2 separate regions of the Zea mays genome follow, and region 1 is linked to region 2. The links are chromatin contacts, called in public Hi-C maps. All regions are on one chromosome and are shown on one strand. The core of a region is the stretch at or near the end of the contact, and the rest is flanking DNA. Distances in the headings are between cores, read along the strand shown. Region 1 holds the start of LOC103629174 (trihelix transcription factor GT-3b). Region 2 has its middle 150 kb from the start of LOC103629174.

Region 1 (5,237 bases), core at 2,392-4,891, 160 kb before region 2:
CCTACCGACCGTTGGCACGGGCCACGCGTCGCCAGCGGATTGCGCGGCCGACCGTTGCGCTGGCGGCCGTTGGCTCACCGGACAGTCCGGTGCACCACCGGAAAGTCCGGTGAATTATAGCCATACGCCGCCAAATTCTTCCGAGAGCGGCCTGTTCACCGGAGTCCAGCCTGGCGCACCGGACACTTTCCGGTGCACCACCGGACAGTCCGGTGTGCTAGACTGAGCAAAGATTTGGCTGCACTGAGCCAAGTCTTTTGGTTCTTTTCTTTTCTCTGTTTCTAGCACTTAGACAACATATGTTAGTACTCAAAACATTCTACTAAGTCTAGAAACGTACCTTGTTACATGATTTGCATCTTTTGCTTGTTTGGCACATAATATTTCACTCACTTTGTGTTGAACACTTAATCACCAAAACATTGTAGAAATGGCCCAAGGGCACATTTCCCTTTCAATATCTAGGGTCTCCATGGATTAGATGCACTTGAGTAGGATTACAAAAAACAAGTGATCTAAGAATAACCTTGACCATCTCATGGTCATCCCACTTGGTGCTCTCGAGGTTGCGCACTTGGTTCACCATTGTCTTGAGCCGGTGGTACATAGTTTGCGGCTCTTCCCCTTTATTGAGGACGAATCGACCAAGCTCTCCCTCGATCGTCTCGCGCTTGGTGATCTTGGTCACCTCATCCCCTTCGTGCGCCGTTTTGAGGACGTCCCAAATTTCTTTGGCGTTCTTTAATCCTAGCACCTTATTATACTCCTCTCGACATAAAGAGGCGAGGAGTATAGAAGTTGCTTGGGAGTTAAAGTGCCTAATTTGGGCAGCCTCGTCCGAGTCATAGTCCTCGTCCCCCACCTGTGGTGCCTGCGCTCCAAATTCAACAATATCCCATATGCTTTCGTGGAGTGAGGTTAGATGATGCCTCATTTTATCACTCCACATACAATAATCTTCACCATCAAAATATGGTGGTTTGCCTAAGGGAACGAAAAGTAGAGGAGCGCGCTTGGAAATACGGGGATAGCGTAGTGGCATCTTATTATACTTCTTGCGCTCATGGCACATAGAAGTAGTGGATGACTCGGTGCCGAAGGTAGAGGGTGTTGAAGAATTGGTCTCGTAGTAGACCACCTTCTTCATCTTCTTTTTCTTCTTGTCACCCCTTCTATGTGACTTGATGGAGGAAGAGGATTCCTCCTTATACTTGTTGCCGAACTCCCTTGAGAGAGTCTTCCCCGAGCCCGCGGGCTTGTCGCCGGTCACGATCTCCCTCTTGGTGTGATCTCCAGACATCACTTCGAGTTTGTTAGACTCTTAATTAAGCACTGGCTCTGATACCAATTGAAAGTCGCCTAGAGGGGGGTGAATAGGCGAAACCTGAAATTTATAAACTTAAACACACACTTAGGCCGGGGGTTAGAGTTAGAATTAAATCCGAGGTGAAAGATTGTTTCAATTGCCACGAGTTGCTCAAATGATGCGGATGACATTTGGGAACAAACTCAAATCAATACTAGCAAGGAAACATTAGAGAGGGGAAATAGGAAAAACAAATCAAATGGAAATCAACACAAGTAAACACGGTGATTTGTTTTACCGAGGTTCGGTTCCAAAGAACCTAGTCCCTGTTGAGGAGGCCACAAAGGTCGGGTCTATTTCAACCCTTTCCCTCTCTCAAATGGTCACTTAGACCGAGTGAGCCTTCTCTTAATCACATGGGTCACTAAGACCTCGCAAGGACCACCACACACTTGGTGTCTCTTGCTTAGCTTTACAAAGCACTTAAGAATTGGAATGATAAAGGAAGAAGGCAATCCAAGCAATGAGAGCGCAAATGAACACAAAAACTCTCTCTCAAGTCACTAAGTGGTGGAGTTGATTTTGGGACATGGAGAGGATTTTGATCTATTGAATGTGTCTTGGAGTGAAGTCTTTTGCTCTTGTATCGAATGTTGAATTCAGAACACTTGGATTTCTTTGAATGAGGTGATTGGGGGTATTTATAGCCCCAACCACTTCCTAGCCGTTGGCTGACTTTGCTGTCGATGGGCGCAACGGATAGTCTGGTGGCGCACCGAATAGTCCGGTGGTGCACCGGACAGTCACTGTTTATTGTCCGGTGCGCGCCACGTTAGCGCGTCCGTTAGGGTTTGGAGCTGTTGACCGTTGGAGTGTTTTGTCTTTTTGCTGCACCGGACAGTCCTGTGACCTTTGACTTCTGTGCGCCACTATTCACCACTGTTCATCTGAGCAGTCGACCATTGGCGCGCAGGGGGGGCGTTGCTCCGCTGGCTCACCGGACAGTCCGGTGAATTTTAGTGGAGCGTGCCCAGAAGAAACCCGAGAGTGGCTGGTTCGCTGGCTACATGTGTCGGTGCACACCAGACAGTGTCTGGTGCGCCACTTGGCAGCACACTCTCAGTCTTGCTCCAATTTTTGATTGAGTCCCTAACTGAATTTCTTTCTTGGTTTGTGTTGAACCCTATGCACCTGAGATAAATGACATCTAGACAAACTAGTTAGTCCACGTGGTTTGTGTTGGTCGTCAATCACCAAAATCGATTATAGGAAATGATTAAGTCCATTTCCCTTTCAATCACAACCCCAAATGCGTGCCAACCATTCCATCTAGATATAGAAATGCATCCGACATATAATGTCTGTACTCCAACGATCGCTCCATGGATAGATTTCATGATGGCATTGCAAAAACAATCTTTCTTTTTAGGTCTTCTTGAACATGATGTATGAAATTGCCTATATGGATGTATAAATTTGAAAAGTATGACACAATCTTATGTACAATATGACCATGTTTGATGTTCTAATATTCGTACATAATACAACTATGCCTCTTATACATGTACAACCAAAAAATGAGACATGGACACTATGGACATTTTCCTCGTACACCATTCTAAAGAACACACGGGAGAAGTTGTTTTGCCAAATGAATTGCAAAATGGCTCTTGCTCCTCCGGAGAAGCCAATATGAACGAGCGGAGCTAGAGCTAGAGATGTTTTTAGAGGAGCTTAAGCCCTGCCAAAGAGGGACTTAAAACGTTGATCAAAGTGAGATATCCACTCGATATTTGGAACGCGGGAATTTCATAGGAATGGTATAGAAATTTTACAGGAATTAGTTCAAAAACACAAGATAAATGTAGGATTCAAGAAGTTTCTCTTTGTTCCAAAAGAGCCCTTAGAGCAGTTCCAACCCTTCACGTCATCCAGTTTCTATAGCATTAATTTAGCTGCCACATAGCCTAAAATATGATGTGGCAAACAATAAACGAAGAAAGATGTGTTTTGCATAAGACTTTGTTTCAACACGATATCCCAAAGAAGAAGAGTATTAAATTTAGTTTAATAATATTAATTTTTGTACTGGAGAGGAAATGACTATAAATAGTGTCTTAGGTTAGGACTGGGTAGAATGCGCAGGATTACGTGGGGACTGATTATTGGTGTGGCGTGAAGCATGAATGAAGGCAGGGCGAGCGGCGCATAGGATCCAGATCTTGCGAAGAAAAAGCAATATGAAAGCAAGCCGTTTCCGCGTTGAAACCCAGCACCCCAGCAGCAGGCGTCCAACAACACCTCTCTTTCTCTGCCTTCTCTTGGTGGTGGTCTACTGGTCTTGGTCCCGTGTGCGGCAAGGCCAAGGCCAACCCGGCTGTCTCTCCTCTCCTCTCCTGCTCTTGACTTCCATTTCCATCCCAATTCCCACCACTGACCTGACCGCCCGCACGCCGCCCTTGGCCTCGATCACATCATCCCTCCGCTCCACTTTTGCCGCCGTCCTCCGTCTCCCTCCCCCCGCGTCCAAATCCAACCATCCCCACCGCGCGCCTCCGCCATGGATCCCTTCCACCACCTCAACAGCTCCTTCTCCAATCCCTACCACCCGCTCCTCTCCCCGTCGCCGCCGCACTTTCCCCTGCCGCCCCCGCCCCCGCAGCTGCCCTCCGTCTCCGCCGCCTCCAGCGCGAGCCTCGAGCGGGAGCGCCTCCCGCAGTGGTCCCACGCCGAGACGGCCGCCTTCCTCGCCGTGCGCGCCGACCTCGATCACTCCTTCCTCACCACCAAGCGCAACAAGGCGCTCTGGGAGGCCGTCTCCGCGCGCCTCCACGCGCAGGGCTTCGCGCGCACCCCGGACCAGTGCAAGTCCAAGTGGAAGAACCTCGTCACCAGGTTCAAGGGCACCGAGGCCGCCGCCGCCGCCGCCGCGGCCGACCCGGCCTCCGCGCAGCAGCAGCAGCCGAGGCCGCAGTTCCCGTTCCACGACGAGGTGCGGCGGATATTCGACGCCAGGGCCGAGCGCGCGCAGGCATTGGAGAGGAAGAGGGCCAAGGGCAAGGGCGTCCGCACGGCGGCGGCGGCGGCGCTGGACGACGAAGGCGCCGGCGAGGGGGACGACGCCGCCGATGTTGACGACGACGAAGAGGACGAGGACGAAGAGGCCGCGGCGGGCGACGAGGAGGCCGGCGGGGGCCTGCCTGCTGCGGCGGACGCGGGCGGCAGGGCCGGCGCGAAGAAGCGCAGGCGGAAGCAGGCGCGCGCCGCCGCCGCTAGGGCCGCGGCGGGGCAGGGCGAGGTGGAGGCCATGCTGCGGGAGTTCATGCGCCGGCAGGCCGAGATGGAGGAGCGCTGGGCGGAGGCCGCCGAGGCGCGCGAGGCCGAGCGCCGGGCGCGCGAGGAGGAGTGGCGCGCCGCCATGGTCGCGCTGGGCGAGGAGCGCCTCGCGCTCGTGCGCCGCTGGCGGGAGCGCGAGGACGCCCTGCGCGCGCGCGCAGAGGAGCGCGAGGAGCGCCGCCACCAGCTCGTCGCCGCGCTGCTCGCCAAGCTCGGCGGCGCCGACTGCTGACGTGTCGTGCTGCGTCGATCGGCATGCATGATGCATCATCCATCGATCGATGGTCTCCCTCGCGCGCGCGCGCCACGCGACCAGCTCGTCCATCCGAATCGGCGAATCCTTCGACCCCCCGCCCACCGGTACGGACCAAACAACCCACGCACGCCCTACTCCTACTCGCTCATCATCCGTAGTGCACAACTTCACCAAAGCTAGCTACCTCCATCATGCATAAGCCTCCATGCGTCGATCGATCGATCGATCGATCTACTGCTAGCTAGCACTAGCTAGTCGATCGATCATATAAATCTTCTTCTGATGCGTGGCACTACTTGTTTGTTGGATTCTTGCTCAGGAGAAGGAAAAAAAAACGAT
Region 2 (5,791 bases), core at 2,677-5,176:
ATTATTTTATTAATGCACAAACATAACTCCAATATGATGCACTTCCTTTTATTTTAGTGTCATTGGTTAAATTTAATCACTCTTAATTTTATGTATGCTCTTTTCATGATGCAAATAAGGCACATACAATAGGAAATTCACTATTTATTCCTTGTAAACAATTTTGAGTGTTACAAGTGACTACTTGAAAAATAAATAGAGTTTCATATTCTACATAATTAATCACATGCCAAGGGGTTGCAACAAAAAAGGTTATTGTATTATCCAATCAAGGTGCAAAAATGTGGACTCAGGTCCTGAGACTGAGTTTAACGCGAGATCAATCAAACAACTCGCACATGTCACATGTGAAGGAGCTTCGAAACAAAAAATGCCATTGCAAAACACAGCAAAAAAACCACCTAGTGTGGGCACAAAAAGCAAGTCACAGCGTTGCCCCCTTGATGAAATATGATGATTTATACCCTCCTTTTCTCCCCACCAAGTGCAATCCTGGCTTTTGCTTTTGCCTCCGAGAGAGGCAAGACAACGACAACCATATACATGATAGGGCATGGAGCACAATACAGTTCCATACCCTGACATAGACATCTCCTCCATCACCTACAATTTCCCCTTTCCCCAGACATGCCCACATAGGTAGCACATAGAATAAAAAAATGCATTGAGCAAACACAATGAAGTACAAAATGCAAAAAAGGAACACAAAAAAACATTAAAAATAGATTTTAAAAAGCACTAACCCACTGGTGGATTCAAAGATGTTCCATTATTTGCATCTAGCCTATTAATGATTGGTGTCTCCAACTGTATGGGCACTGTTATGAGGGGATTTGTAATAACCACATGACCTTTTCCATGAGAAGCCTCAACAATGCCCACACCAGTCCCTTTCTCATTTGACTTAACATCAACTGGCTGCACATTGGTATCAATTTTGGTAGCTTTCTCATCTGACTTAATATCCATATCTTTCGCCAGAAGGTTGTTGGAATTCAAAAACTTCTGATGCTTAATAGTCATTGCTTCAGCCAAAATTTTTAGAGAATCGATGATAGCTTCAGTACACCTTGACTTGCAAATTGAACAACAACCCCTAACCTTGTCACACAGAACTTGGCAAGTACTATCAATGCATTCGACATCCATTATTTGGCCAAAATCAACTAATAACTTTTCCTTGAAAAAAGTGAAATCATGCAGAAATTGTTTCTCTGCTTCAATTAACACCTTCTCCCTATAAGCAGCTCTCTAGAGATAAAAAAATAAAAAACAAATTTATAAAACAAAAAAATAAACAATAACCACATGAAAAAAACTGCATATAAAAAATATACAATTGAGAACTTGTACAGAAAAAAATAAGATAAAAAAGAACAAACTACCTGATACTTGCAAAAAACAGCAAAAGTTTCAATCAACTTAACCATAGGAGAGGAAATGATGCCCTGGAAAAATAACAAAAAAATTGTGAATAAAAAACTAAATATAAATAAACAATTTCCAAGAACTAAATATACTGAGAAAATACATTTTATAACTCCAAACAACTATACTTAGCTAACTTAGATTATATACCTAAACAATAAACACAAAAAGAGTTTCACAATGGATGCAAATCCTGGATGTAATGGAACCTACTCCCAACAAAAGAACTCCTAAGGGACCATAACATGAGATAACATAAGGTAAAAATTCAACCAAAAAACTGAAAAAACAAAAATACACGTATGTGCTGCTCCACGACTATAATTAAAGTCTGCAGCTCCATCCCATATAAAATCATTTTTTGTAGCTCTGAAGCCACTTTGCCTCCTAGCTTGCAGACCAAGAGACAAGACAGGCCTCAATATGCTCGCATGAATCAGAAAGATGCAGCTAGTAGCTAGTGTATAATCAACAATGGCAATTTAATGAACCAGGACAGGAATAACCCAACAGTAGCAGCAAGTTAATGGAGTTAATAATTGACCAGGACATCATCCTGTCCAGTTCTAGGAGCAGATGAGCCTAAAAAATGTTCAAGCTTCCTCCATCAGGCTCCTTTTATTCCAAATCCCTGAACAACATTCTAGAATACACCCAATTCAGTTCTTTAATCTGTAGCAGCTCTTGGTTCTCTCTGTCCCTCTCTGCATTAGTATGCACCATCACCACAAAGAAAGTAGGAGCTGTCTGCTGCTTCACAGGAAAGATCACAACACTTGCCACTGTTCTTCAGTTACAGTGTTGTTCCTATATATACGGCTATACTGAATCGTTTTTTCCATTGCCTATTTATATAGTACCAGACATAGCTGCAACATATATATGTAAGTCTGAATCCCTGGCTGATGGATCCAAGAGAGAATCCAGGCAGCAACCTAGCTTTCCTTTATAAAAAGAACCACATCACAGTTCGCACAGACATCTCACACTCATTCATCTCCATCAAGGCACAGACATCGCACATAGATTTCAATGCTAAATTACAACTTCAAAATTGCATGCATTAACTATATATAAATTTCAACAATACCTATGCTATCCTCAAATATACTGGGACAAATTTTAACTAGAATTGCATGATTTGTTCCTTTGCTAATAGAAACAGAAGAACACACACTCCATACTGAACATCCCAAAAAAAACAGTAGAACTAGGAAAATATACTCGAGCACAGGAAAGATGAAGTAAAACGAAGAGCACCCTCACCGGATCGACAGTGCCACCAGAGGCCGGGACACAATCTTCGCGCAGTGGAACTCCAGACCCGCCTGCTTCACCACAGGTTGCTGTCGCCGGACAGCAAAAATGGATCCCGTCGGGACCTCCTCGCCCTCTGCCGTGGATACCGTCGCAGCCACCTCCACCACCCCTGGCCATGGATCCCATCGGGCCTCCCCCTCCCCCGCCATATATCCTGCAGCAGCCACCTCGCCCCCTGCCATAGATCCAGTCGGGGCCCCCTTGCCCTCCGATGTGGACCTCGTCGAAATCGCAGCTGCCTCGACCCGCGCCATGTACCTCGTCGGAGCCACCTCGCCCCACGCCATAGATCCAGTCGGGGCCTCCTCGCCCTCCAACATGGACCTCGACGGAGCCTCCTCGCCCTCCGCCATGGATCCCGTCACAGCCGCCTCGACCACCTCCATGGACCTCGTCGGAGCCACCTCGCCCGCGACTACAACTCATCGCGCGCGCGGCAGCAGTGTGGGGAGCGACGACGGCGCGCGCGCAGCGGGACTGGGGAGCGACGACGGCGCACGCGCGGCAGCAGTGGGGACTGGGGAGCGACGACGGCGCGCACGCAGCAGTGGGGAGCGACGACGACGCGCGCAGCAGTGGGGAGCGACGACGGCGCGCGCGCAGCAGCAGTGGGAAGCGACCGAGCGAGACAAGGAAAAGGAGGTGAAGAGGACAGCTGCTTGCCTGCTTCTGTGACACATGCGACAAAATGGGAAAGTGAAGAGGCGCGAGAATACCAAAATCAAACAGTGAAAAGGAACCCCGATCGGACGGCGCACAAGGCGAGCACAAACAGCCACAGAAACACGCGCGCGTCCGTTAGCTTTTCCCTAATTTTATTTTATTTTTGCCTTAAGAGGGAAGGGTGAGGTAGAAAGGTCGTTGAAACTGTTGTTTTAATATAGTATAGACAGAGATAGAGGTATACATTACCAATAACTAATGTGTGGAAGAAAATTTACAATTTATTTCTAAGGCCCAATAATGAAACTGGCTTCAAGTGATACTAGCTGGGATTTAGCTCGAAATGGCCCACGTGCCGATCGGAGCTGGGCCGGAAAATGCTTGTTCAGGCTTTGAAATTAACACCAAATAAAAAGAAGAATGGCGGGCGCGTAGAGCATTCGCAGTAGCAGATAAGGCGCGTTGCGTTATCTAATCCGTCCAAGAGGCTGCGGTGCTCGCTCAGGCTCACTGCTCAGTGCTCACTGCTCACTAGCTAAAAACATCTCCTTTCTTATCCATGGAGACGGCAGCGCTCACCTCCCACTCCCTGCAGCGCCCAGCAGCAGCAGCAGCTGCTCCCGCGCATGGCCAGCGGCGGAGGGTCGGAGCGGCGGGCCTGCGGCACCGGCAGCCGCGCGCCGGCGGCAGGATCCGGGCCCTGCCTTCGGCGGAGGTCATCAGCGAGATCCTGAGCCCCAAGCTGGTGCCCGGCTCGCCCGCCGACACCGGCGACGTCTCCTCGCTCGTCCCGGTCAGTGCCCTGATGCTGCTCTTCTACTTCGTGTCCAACTGGGTGGTGCCCGAGCTGCTCCTGAAGGGCCTCAAGGAGCCCAAGCCCGAGGACGAAGCGTCCACGTCCTTCGCCGCGTCCGCGGACAACGCCGCCGCCGCTGGCCCAGCGGACGACGGCGGCGCCCGTAAGATCCGCCTCAAGGTCAAGAAGAAGAAGAACGGGAAAGCGACCATCGTCAAGGTCTAGGTAGGTAACAGGGGAGCGCACGCATATGGAGCGTGCGAGGGCGTCTCCGACGTCATGATAAGTTATTACCAAGTCTCCATCAGAACATCGAAGGAGAAACACTAGTCTACTGATTACTGCCAGGGTGATCTTCTGATCGCCATGAAAGCTACAGTGCTTATTTACACCACCTTCATGGATGATGAATGTTACTGACGGCTCTCAAACGGCTGCTGCTGCATGTTTGAGTGATGTGTGTTCCAACTTCCAAGAGGTTTGCCACTATAAGAAACTAATAAAATTTCTAGAGCTTAAATAGTCAGAAGTTACACTCTCGAAAAGAGCCGGTCGAAAATTAGAATAAATTTAGACGGCACCATCGAAAGTTAAAGCCAGCGTGCCCGTCGAAAGTTAGAGGGGCTAACTATAGATGTACAGAAAGCCCGCGGCACGAAAGCACGAACGAAAGCACGCTTCCTAGGCCCGGCACGAGCCCGGTCCGGCCCGTTTTAACCGGGTCCGTGCCAGCCCGGCCCGAATAGGCGTGCCGGGCTCGTGCACACTATTCAGCCCGTTGGGCTAGCACGGCACGGCACGGATTTTAGCCCAGGCCCGGTTAGAGCCCGTATCTGTTAACTTGCGCACAGCCCAGCCCAGTAGCAGTACACAGGCCACATTCGCGGACGGCGGACCGCGGTCACGCAGCGCAGGCAGCTTAAAGCCTACGCGAGGCGAGCGCCACATGCCCTTGCCCACATCCGTTGCCCCAGGCCCCAGCCGCCCCCGCCCCCAGCCGCATTTCTCTTCCCCGAAACCCTAACCCTAATCTCCAGTCTCCACTCTCCAGCGCGCCTCTCCACCGCGCGCCTCTCCGTGGATCCGTCCCTCTCCGTGGCGCCGCCCCTCTCCGTGGATCCGTGCGTCCGTTGCGCCGCCCCTCTCCGTGGATCCGTGGACCGTGGGTCCGTAGCGCCGCCCGTCTCCGTGGATCCGTCTCCGTCGCACGCCCACGCCTCTCCACGGTCACGGTATCTGTCTCTGTCTCCTCTCCGTCTTCTTCCCCGCCTCTCCGTGGATCCGTGCGTCCGTTGCGCCGCCCATCTCCGTGGATCCGTGGACCGTGGGTCCGTAGCGCCGCCCGTCTCCGTGGATCCGTCTCCGTCGCACGCCCACGCCTCTCCACGGTCACGGTATCTGTCTCTGTCTCCTCTCTGTCTTCTTCCCCGCCTCTCCGTGGATCCGCCTCCTCTCCGTCTTCTTCCCCGCGTCTCTGTGTCTCCTCTAGTCCTCTGCAAGGATCTCTCTCCATCTCTGTCTTCTTTGGTGTCTCTTTTGTGGCCCATCGTCGACGGAATCGGTGCTCCGGCAGACCGGCTTCAT

Evidence for each region. Hi-C and Micro-C count contacts between places; a contact is called where the count stands out from the background.
Region 1: a Hi-C map of leaf shows a contact between it and region 2, with 5 times the contacts expected there. The contact joins the promoter of LOC103629174 here to the enhancer-like site in region 2. A contact is called at or near these places in 3 of 25 Hi-C or Micro-C datasets (ear, leaf and tassel).

What each region holds. Positions count from the first base shown.
Region 1 is chr6:33,468,324-33,473,560 of Zm-B73-REFERENCE-NAM-5.0, reverse strand. LOC103629174 (trihelix transcription factor GT-3b) reads left to right here and starts at 3,641. Exons shown (of 2, transcript XM_023300439.2): 1 at 3,641-5,002. The coding sequence starts at 3,867. The coding sequence ends at 4,874.
Region 2 is chr6:33,312,321-33,318,111 of Zm-B73-REFERENCE-NAM-5.0, reverse strand. No RefSeq gene overlaps it. Among protein-coding and RNA genes, the nearest start is that of LOC103629174, 150 kb to the left of the region's middle. Within about 2 kb of position 3,926, at least 11 of the 20 cell types and tissues checked have an H3K27ac peak or open chromatin away from gene starts, as enhancers often do. A contact at or near this core is called in ear, leaf and tassel, where this site is marked.